2 separate regions of the Pan troglodytes genome follow, and region 2 is linked to region 1. The links are chromatin contacts, called in public HiChIP or PLAC-seq maps. All regions are on one chromosome and are shown on one strand. The core of a region is the stretch at or near the end of the contact, and the rest is flanking DNA. Distances in the headings are between cores, read along the strand shown. Region 1 holds the start of DDB1 (damage specific DNA binding protein 1). Region 2 holds the start of LRRC10B (leucine rich repeat containing 10B).

Region 1 (5,185 bases), core at 1,647-4,146:
GAGAAAATACATGGTGAGCTTGTAACCCACACTAGGTACACATACACCCTAAGGGCATGTACAAAAAGCCAGAACTGAAGCTGGTAAACATCTAGTTCTCACTTTCATGATTCTCCATCTCTCTGTTCTACATACAAAGTCTTCATCTATTTCAATCTCAAGCTAATCTCAATCATCCCATTCAAATTCTGAAAGATGAATGTAATGCCTCCTCCACTCCTCCCCAAGTATTTGAAGAAAGAGAAAAAAAATGTGGGAATAACAACGGAAGCTAAAATGGATCAACAAAGTCCTACTTATTTAACACAGACTCTGAAAAATTACTGTTTTGTTCAAAGGGTTATAATTAAAATTTTGAACCCACTGCTTTCTTGCCAGATTCAGTTAAGACAACATAAAGCAATGTGGTGGTGATTTGGATGAAAACATTTGCGCTAAAATAATGAAAATACTGATGGTAATTGTTTTTTTTTGTTTGGTGTTTTTTTTTTTTGGAGATGGAGTCTTCGCTCTGTCACCGTGCAATGGGCGCCATCTCCACTCACTGCAACCTCCGCCTCCTGAGTTCAAGTAATTCTTGTGCCTCAGCCTGCCAAGTAGCTGGGATTACAGGCACTTGCCACCACACCCGGCTAACTTTTGTATTTTTAGTAGAGATGGGGTTTCACCATGTTGGCCAGGCTGGTCTCGAACTCCTGACCTCAGGTGATCCACCCACCTCGGCCTCCCAAAGTGCTGGGGTTACAGGCGTGAGCCACCATGCCCGGCCTGGTAATTGTTAACATAACTGTAAATGCTTGCTATATGATAGGCCCTATGTTACTGAATCATTTCATCGTCACAACAACCCAGGGGATTTGATCTGAAAGGTGCCTTAAGTGGCACCTAAAGTCAGAATTAACAAGAAATGAAGCCAGGACTGCCCCACTCTGTAGCCTATCCTCTGAAACAAACTGCTTTAATTTCTCCCTTCTAAAGAAGTCAACTTCATAAATGTTTCCCTAATGAATCTCTCCTTTTACTTCTAGAAAGCTTGGTCAAGAGTACATACTGAAATTTGCCATCCAAAGAGAGAAAAAAGAGAAGAGTTTTTCTCCTAAAGCATATTCCACCCATCCCAAGAATTCGCAAAACAACCTAACACAGCCCAAGCACAGTGGCATGCCTACAATCCCCCAGCTACTCTACTCCAGAGGCTAAAGTGGAGGGATTGCTTGAGCTCAGGAGTTCAAGACATCCTGGGCAACACTGCGAGACCCCCGTCTCAAAGAAAATAAATAAACAAACAAAAATAACATAAAACAACCTACGACCAACAGTTCCCCCTCCACTGCTTGTCCCAACTGCAACACTTACCTTGGGCCTGAAAAGCTCCATGACCGCAATCTTCCCATACATGCCCACCTCTTTGACGGGCCGAAGCCCCTCGGCGGTGACCACATAGATCTCTAATCTCGTGTTTTTGGCAATCAACAGGTTTAAGTCTTCGGCCGAAGTAAAGTGTCCTGAAAGAACAGACCCTCTAACTTTTGAACTCAGGGGAAGGGCCTCCCATCCCTTCAAAATAATCCTATCACTTATGTCTAAATACCTCCAGAATTCTCATTTACTTCACATACTTCTCCAACTCCCTCCAGCTACTCCCCTTCTTGCCAAATCCGGCACCTCAAAGAGTCTCAGTTCATGCATTCAACAAAGCTACCTCCCTAATCAGACTAAGAAAACTGGACTGGACCTAAGAGCCGTGTGTCCTCCAAATGACAATGACTGCGTAATCCCTTCTCATGCCTCTTGCCCCTCAAATTTTACTCTATTACAGTTACAGTGGCAGGCTCTAATTGAGAATGCCGGAGAAAGTGTTCACTTCTTCCAGTCTTCATCTAAAGTCTCACAAAACTTTTATCTGACAGACCAAGTCAAATGAAGAAAAGTCCCAGAGCTTTATATGAAAACACTGTTTTGTCCACACCCCCTGTCCTCCTGGCAGTCTACCAATACCTCCATCCACACTCAGCTACCTCCAACTCTGAACAACAGTTTTGTTTTGGAATCATGATTAGGGTGTATATAAACATGCAAGCTTGGGGTCTGCATATTCAGCTGAGAATGTGGGTTAAGATGACTCTTCCCGGGTTCTGAACATCGGTGTCCTTAACAATCCAAGCGCATCGTCAACAAGGCAAACCCAGCACTGGGCCAGGCAAACCAAACCCTCTTCTCCAGCAGGGCCCTCATGTAAACAACAGCCCCAGGCAAAGGGGTTAACCTGAAGAGGGCTCCTCTCCCTCTGTGGGATAATGCGGGCATTCCTCACATCCCTCCACCTCCTGGGCCCCCCAGACTTCCCCACAGGAAAATCTTGACCCCAAAGTCGTCACTACCACCTCCCCTTTTCCTGGCCACAGAAAGCCAATCTCCGGGCCCAAACGACACCGCACAACCAACTCACACTCCTCTGTCTCACTGGGCCCGCCCTGTTCTCGAGGCCGAATGACCTCCCCAGGACGAAAGGGGACCCTCGAGAGCGGCTTCCAACCCCCAAAAAGCGCGTACAGGGACGACTCTTTCGAGGTCGCGGTGCTGGGGGAGGTTCCTCGGCCGCCAGCGCCTTCCATTCGCCGGGCCCACTCCTGCCCGGCCGCCCCCGGGGCCGCGGGCCTCCCTAGGCCGCGGCTCCCCCCAACTCCCTCACTCGCCGGGGTCTCCGGCCCCGGCAGCCTCACCGGTCACGCAGCCGTTCACGGCGGTGGGCTTCTGGGCCGTTACCACGTAGTTGTACGACATGTCGAGGCTTGGAGCGGCCCGTCGGGACTCGAGCGCGACACTAGAGAGAGGGACACAAGCGAAAAGACAGGTGGCCCCCAACAGCGCGCAGCGAACTCCACTGCCGCTGCCTCCGCCCCAGAGACACGTTGCAGGCCAGAGCGGCCGGGGCGCGGGGCATCACGGGACGGCCTCACCTGGCCTCTTGGAGGACTCCCGAAGCCCGAGGCCGCCAACCGAAGGAGGCCCCGCCCCCGGAGGCGCCGCCTCGCCGCTTTCCGCCAGCGCCCGCAGGACCCGGATGAGAGCGCACGCTTCGGGGTCTCCGGGAAGTCGCGGCGCCTTCGGATGTGGCGGATGCGGCCGTGAGCCGGCGGGGGAGGTGCGCCAGTGTCCTCCGAGCTCGCCCGCAGACTCCCCACCCCGTTCCGCGCCCTTTGCCCTTCCCCGCATCCAGTCCTCCTTCCGTTGCTCCAGGAGCCCTCGGGCTGTTCCTCCTTTGGGAACGGGAAGGACTGCGGAGGCCTAGAGAGGGAAGGGAGACCGCGATTCGTGCACATCCCAGACTAGAACCTTGCCTGCTTTCCTTTCACTGTCTCAGTTCCTCCAGATCCAGCTGTGCCCTCGCCTGACGTTTGAACGACCACCTGCTCACCTCCTCCCTTTTGCGCGTTGATTCTTCAGACTTCAAAGGGCCCACCTGTCTGCTTGCCCAACGTTATTAGTGCCCCTATTGCTCTACAAATTCGAACCTCTAACACAAAACCAATATTTCTCCGTAGGGAACCTTAATGAGCCAGGAGAGCAGTCAGCCCTGCAGCCTCCAGGGTACCCCACATCAAACAGGCTCCCCGGGAACAAGAGGAATACCACGTGGCTTGGCACACTCGCAGAATGCCAGAGAGGAGCCAACCCCCATTTTACAGATGAGAAAGCTGAGGCTTAGGGAGGAATTGGTTTACCTAAGACCCTCCCCACAACCCCAAGTAGGCTGAGGCAGAGCTATGTTGATTCTTCCTATTGTGCACCCACACAGAGGCCAACACGCTGCTGAACCAGGCTGAACTGAGGAAAAGCTAGAAAGTCATCGTGGTTTATATCTTGCCTTTCCCATAGCAGAGACTCTGCCTGACTTTGGAGGCACTGAATTATCAGTAGTAAAAACACACTCTGTAGAAAAACTAGACATTGGTTTAGATTCTGGCTGTTACCTGTATTACCTTGGACAAGTCCCTAGAGCTCTCTGAGTCTATTTCCCAGAAGTAAAATGGGTCACAAACCTGGCTAGCTCCCCCCATTCCCTTCCCTTTTGGTGCCAAGGCCAGTGAGGGCAAGCGTGTGACGAGCTTTGTTAACTTTTTCGCTGCATGTGATGCCCATGTAAAAGATAGTTATTCTGAGGATCACTGTCCTTTAGTGATGAAGTGGGTGCTGTTCCCGGACATAAAGGCAGACCTGTGCTTGACATGGATTGATCTGTCTTCTGGCAGTGAAGTGCAGGCATGAACCTTGGTCAGCCCCACACTCTTCTCCATCCGTAGCCCATGTACTAGAGTTTGGACTTGGACCGAAGTCTGGGGCAGCTCCCTAATTACTAGGGTGCTGAAGGCGTGATTGTGCCAGTCGACTGCGAGTTCCTTCCGCAGCTTGTATCGTTACCCACTCCTGCAGGTGCTGCTGCTGCCTCCACTGTACTCAGACCCAGGTAGCACAGGATTGTCCATCCTCCAGCAGCTCAGTGCAACGGTGTGAACTCCGCCTGTTTCAGAGCCTCCACACCATGGTGAGTCATACAGGGCCGGGACAGGGGAATGGCAGCATGGTCTCAAAGCAGGATCCCAGCCTTGGGCAAGCTAAAGCTCCTTACACTTTGACTGAGAGATGCTATTGCCTCCTGAGGCTCACGGGTGAAGAGAGAGGGTCATCCTCTCTCCCAGGGTCTGATCCCTGCTTTTCTTTGTTTCCTGGAGGCTGCTGGTCCCAGCCAGGCCTGGGGCTGCAGCCTCTTGAGTCCCTTCAGAGCCACTCTGCCCCTTATCTGGGTCTTGCATTCAGAGTAAAACAGTAACAGTTACCTGCTCTGTAATGGACACTGTACCGGTCACAGAAGGAATCGTGAAGAATGACCATGTGACCGTTCCTAACCTTGGGGCTTATGTGGGCCGGTCTGGAGCTGGGATCTACAGTGTGGGAGGCTGGCCATGTCCCTGGGCTTTGCTCCAGGCCCACTGATTTGAACCAAAACAAGCCTTGAACATATCTGGATTCAAATTTCAGCCTGCCACTGACCAGCTGCATGACCTTTTACAGACCTCTCTGCGCCTCTTTTATTTCATCTGCATTATAAGGCAAATTAAGGCCTACCTCCAGTGGTTGTGTGGTGTTGATCAAGCAGAGTCCTGGAGGCCTCACTTGACTTCCT
Region 2 (5,185 bases), core at 994-3,493, 180 kb after region 1:
GCTTTCGTTTTGCCAGTCTCTCCCAGGATGGGGGTGCATGGCTGGTTCGTGGCTCAGAGCAACATCTGCCTCTGTGTCCCCCCATCATCTGTCCGCCCCCTAACACCTCTTGCCATATTAGAATTGCTATTGCTCTGTCCTTTCATTCATGTATCCAACAAATATATATTATCTGAAAAAAAGCATGTGCTGAATAATTTCATTTGTGTGAAATTCAAGAACAGAGAAAACTGATCCATAAGGATAGAGGTCAGGATCATAGTTGCCTCTGCGAGGTGGGGATTGACCGCAAGAGGCTTGAGAGAACTCTTGGGTTGATGGAAATGGGACAGGGGTGTGTACATTTGTCAAAACGCATCCAAGAAGACACTTACGATCTATGCATTTCACTGTATGCAATGTTTGCCTCCACTTTTTTTGTTAAGTTTTTTTCAGCAAGGCGCAGTGGCTCATGCCTATAATTCCAGCACTTTGGGAGGCTGAGGCAGGTGGATCACCTGAGATCAGGAGTTCGAGACCAGCCTGACCAACATGGTGAACCCCTGTCTCTACTAAAATACAAAAATTAGCTGGGCGTGGTGGTGGGCACCTGTAATCTCAGCTACTTGCGAGGCTGAGGCAAGAGAATCGCTTGAACCCAGGAGGCGAGGCGGAGGTTGCAGTGAGCCAAGATCACGCCATTGCACTCCAACCTATGCAACAAGAGCAAAACTCTGTCTCAAAATAAATAAATAAATAAATAAATAAATAAAAATTTGCATGGAATGTCTACTGTATGCTCTAGAGCCTGTGCCAGCAGGGAAGGAGATGCCCAAACCTCCCTGGCTGGGCAGCTTACATTCCAGTGGGGATGGTTCCCTTCCTCCCGTTGCATTGGCAACTGCTCTCTGCCCTTGGGCTGTCTTCCATCCCCCTTCCCCTGCAGTGGGGATGGCAATGGGGGTGGGCCAAAGGGCAGCGTGCTCTCCTGAAGTCAGTCCACTCAGCCAGTTACATGGGTCACACCAGCCGGGTTCAAGAGAAGGCAGGAGGCAGGAGGCTTGGAGCCCGAAAATTTGGCTCCCGGGCTGCAACCTCTATGCATTGTGTGACCGTAAGCAGGGTGCCTAATCCCCGCGAGGCCACTTCTCTCATCTTTCATGTGGGATTATAATGCTGTCTTTGTAGCTTTGTCCAGAGAATCAGAGGCTCTGTTGTGAGAAAATTCATTGCTGGAGGTGGAGTGATCCTTGTTTCCATCTATCGGTATGGTTTATGGTTAGGAACACAGGCTCTGGAGTCACACTACCTGGCTTCGAATCCAGCTGCTCATCAGCTGGGTGACCTTGGGCACTTCACCCAGCTCAGACTGACCCAGCTCAAGTCATGTCTCTTTGACCCTCAGTTTCTCCATCTTTAAAATCGGGGTGATGAGGGTGTCTACCTCATAGGCTGTGCCAAGGACTCAACGCAATGCTTTCAGCATAGTGCTGGGCACACGTGGGCTCGAAGCCAGTGACAGCCAGTGCTTTTCTGCCAGGAGCTCCCGCAGGAGGGCTCCGGATGGGAGGTGGGGGGAGAAGGCAGGGGGGAACTGCTGCTGGTGGTAGCAGGCGAAGGAAGAGTCATGGAATGAGAGTGGCCATGATTGGTGGCTCAAAGGCGTTCACGTGTCCCAGTCCTCTGTCCACCGCAGCCACACACAGACTTTGAGCGTCGGTGGAGGGATCCTGGCAGGAGAGAGGGGTGTGAGTGTAGCAATGAGGAAGCTGTAGGGCAATTAGGCGGGGCGGAGCCAAGCCCTGGGTCCCGGTAAAACCAGCAGATGTGAAAAGGGCCGGACAGTAACACTGTTTCGAGTTACTACACTGAAGTGATCCCAGCAGGTAGGCCGGCCGCACGCCGCTAGACGTGAATGGCCGGCAGTGACCGCGCCCCTCAGCCCCTCCTTGTGAGCCTCTAGTCCAGAGTTTTTGATCCACCGCCAGCGTTTCCTTCGCCTTCTTGGACCCGCAGCTCTGGGGCGCACACAACCGCACACCAAACAGAGTCGGGCGTCGGGTCTCAGTGCCAGGCTTGGCCGGGGCGGGGAATCTCTCGGCTTGTGCTTGCTCCGCGGTGGGCTGGATGGGCAGGTAGGGGGCGGGCTCCGGCGCTGGGACCCCACTAGGGTGGCGCCTTGGCCCCGCCCCGCCCCGCCCTCCCTCCGCCTCATTGGCAGCCGCACGCGCGTCGGGGTTGCCAGGGCGACGGGTCGCTAAGCTGCGAGTCAGCGCGAACCCTAGCCAGTCGGCCTCCGGCGGAGGCAACGGGGGAGGCCCGAGGGCGGGCGGTGGAGCGCGGCGCGCGGCGGCGGTGCCCCAAGTGGGTGCCTCCTCCCGGCCCCGCACGGCCCCCCTCCCGGCGCGGGGGCAGGCCGGGGCGGGGGGCCCGGGGGCCGGCGCGGCTCCGGCACCGTCGGGGCGGCTGGGGGGCGGCCGGGGCGGGGCGATGCCTGGCGGTGGCAGTGGCGGCGGCCCCGGCCGGGGCCCGTGACCATGGGCATCGCCGAGTCCACGCCGGATGAGCTGCCGTCGGACGCAGAGGAGCAGCTGCGCAGCGGCGACCAGCAGCTGGAGCTGAGCGGGCGGCGGTTGCGGCGGCTGCCCAGCGCAGTGTGCGCGCTGAGCCGCCTGCAGAAGCTGTATGTGAGCGGCACGGGGCTGCGCGAGCTGCCGGAGGAGATCGAGGAGCTGCGCGAGCTGCGCATCCTGGCCCTGGACTTCAACAAGCTCGAGCGACTGCCTGACGGCCTGTGCCGCCTGCCGCGCCTCACGCGCCTCTATCTGGGCGGCAACCGGCTGCTGGCGCTGCCCGCCGACTTCGCGCAGTTGCAGAGCCTGCGCTGCCTCTGGATCGAGGGCAACTTCTTGCGGCGCTTCCCGCGGCCGCTGCTGCGCCTGGTGGCGCTGCAGTCGCTCCAGATGGGCGACAACCGGCTGCGCGCGCTGCCGGCCGAGCTGCCGCGCATGACGGGCTTGCGCGGCCTCTGGCTCTACGGCAACCGCTTCGAGGAGTTCCCGCCCGCGCTGCTGCGCATGGGCCGCCTGCACATCCTCGACCTCGACCGCAACCGCCTGGGCGGCTTCCCCGACCTGCACCCGCTGCGCGCGCTGCGCGTCTTCTCCTACGATCACAACCCCGTCACCGGGCCCCCGCGCGTCGCGGACACCGTGTTCCTCGTGGGCGAGGGCGCCGTCGAGCGCATGGCGGAGCGCGACGAGCCCACGCCCCGGCCTCCGCCCCGGCGCCCAGCGCGGGCCTTTGAGGATGAGGAGGAGGAAGACCTGCTCATAGGCGGCGCTGGTTCCCGGGCTCTGGGCGCCCCCGGGGTCAGCCTCCGCGCCCTGGAAGCCGCTCCAGGACTGGGCACCTGAGCCTATGTTCTGGCTGATGGGCTTCAGCCACTCTGAGAGGAGGGGCTCTAGGAAGCTTTGGCTGGTTAGGCCTGCGGGACCGGTGGGTCCCTACTTAGGTCAATGGAGCGGCCACTTTTGGCGAGTTGCCGGGCACAGGCAGGGCTGGGGCTCATCTTCAGACACTCCTAGGTAGTAAGAGGACTGACTATACCCTGGCTGATCTGTGGGCAATTGTCAGACCAAGAAGTCTGGGCTGGGTCCAGTCCCCGATGGAGCCACTGATAACAGAGGCACCAGCTTCCTCCTGGAACCAGGGTCACTGAGGGCCACAGAATTGTCACGTCTCCCTGAGTCTGGATGCAGGGCACCCAACACCCTCCCTCTTTCTGGGGTTTGGGTCTCCTAGGCCCACCCTTTCTAGGACAGGAACCGCTACCTCTGGGGTGGACTGCGTGCCTGTGTGGGGCAGGACTGCCCTTGCGAGGAGGGCCTGGCCCAGGAGCAGGGGCTTGGAGTGGGGCTGGTGCCCGGGACAGAAGTGGGAAACAGATGGGGGCCCCAACACCGAAGCTGCCCTCACCCCTCCATCAGGGCTGATCGTACATACCTCCCTCCTCGGCCCCCTGAGATTGGTATGGGGCACAGAAGGCAGGGGGTCACCCCCACCCTATTCTGTTCTCTTCTCCCAGCCTCCCAGCATGTGCCTGGAACCTTGCTGGGAAGAGAGAGCTCCCCCTCCACTCCCCACCCCATAGCCTGAGCCTTCCAGCTGTCAAGTTTGAAAAGAAGCCACCGTGCCTCCAGGGCCTCCTGCACCGCAGAGAGGGGCTCTCTGCTCTGGGAGGCTGCTCAGCGCCTCTCCCACGGCCTGCACTCTCCTTTCCCTTAAATGGGCACAGCCAGGGTGGCTGGCACAGGACTGGCACTCTGTACCTCCACTCCGTCACCAGGGACAGCCCCGAGGGGGTGAGGAGAGGGGCCTTGCTCTGCAATTCCCAGAGCCAGATCTTCCTCATCCAAGCAATAACGGGACGAGGGAGCCGGGGCCAAGGACACTCAGGGACACTGTTGGGGCAGCGGCCCCACATGGTAATGTTTTCTTTAGAGAGAAGAAAAAACAACTGGCTGTAAACGTAAATTATATTTCTTGGAGAAAGAATGTGCATTTCCCATGTGCCTGTTTATTTATAATCCCTGGGAGCACCGGAACCCACTGCCGTGGGGACCCTGGGCTCCCTCTGGCACTGCCCCCGCCCCACGTGCTCCCCGATCCATGTCAGACCGACCCTGCCAACTGTGGTGTGCTGTCTGTCTGGGGAACAAGTGCTGTCGTCAGAAGTGGCTTTTGCCCCTCGTGGCTGCTCTCCTGTCTTGCGGAATCCCGCAGCTTAATTCTGCAGAAGATTTTGTATGTTTTTGAGTCACCCTCAAGCTGGGCCGATGGTTCCCTACTCTTTCACTGGCACTGCCCCTCTACCCCCTCCATGACTCTAGACTCGCCTCCCTCCGTCTCTCTCGCTCTATTTTCCTCTTTCTGTCTCTCTCCTTCTTAGTCTCTTTTTGCTCAGTTTTGGCATTTCTTTCTCCCCTTGTTGTTCAGGAAAATAATAAATTAACGATTTAAAGAAAGGAAGAAAGTTGTAAAACCCAAGCCTGGAGGCCCATCTCCCCGGAGAAGATCCTGCCAGATCTTCATCACCATGGCAACAGGGGCATATGGGGCCAGAAGGTCAGGCCCTGCCCAGCAGCTTTGCTGGCACACTGGGCTGGGCCCTGGCTAAGGAGGAGGCAGGGCCCTGGCTAAGGAG

The links. HiChIP or PLAC-seq counts read pairs in DNA pulled down with a chosen protein or histone mark.
Region 2: a contact with region 1 is called in an H3K4me3 HiChIP or PLAC-seq map of stem cell-derived excitatory neurons, with 2.4 times the contacts expected there. The contact joins the promoter of LRRC10B here to the promoter of DDB1 in region 1. A contact is called at or near these places in 1 of 7 Hi-C or Micro-C datasets (stem cell-derived neural progenitor cells) and 1 of 1 datasets of contacts at active chromatin or transcription factors (stem cell-derived excitatory neurons).

What each region holds. Positions count from the first base shown.
Region 1 is chr9:63,579,997-63,585,181 of NHGRI_mPanTro3-v2.0_pri, forward strand. It overlaps DDB1 (damage specific DNA binding protein 1), which reads right to left and starts at 2,897. Exons shown (of 27, transcript XM_016920993.3): 1 at 2,724-2,897; 2 at 1,357-1,505. The coding sequence starts at 2,784. TKFC (triokinase and FMN cyclase) reads left to right here and starts at 3,085. Exons shown (of 18, transcript NM_001246594.1): 1 at 3,085-3,145; 2 at 4,435-4,546. The coding sequence starts at 4,544.
Region 2 is chr9:63,756,592-63,761,776 of NHGRI_mPanTro3-v2.0_pri, forward strand. It overlaps LRRC10B (leucine rich repeat containing 10B), which reads left to right and starts at 2,244. Exons shown (of 1, transcript XM_016921006.4): 1 at 2,244-4,536. The coding sequence starts at 2,517. The coding sequence ends at 3,395. LOC104001192 (a long non-coding RNA gene) reads left to right here. Exons shown (of 4, transcript XR_010147565.1): 4 at 1-733.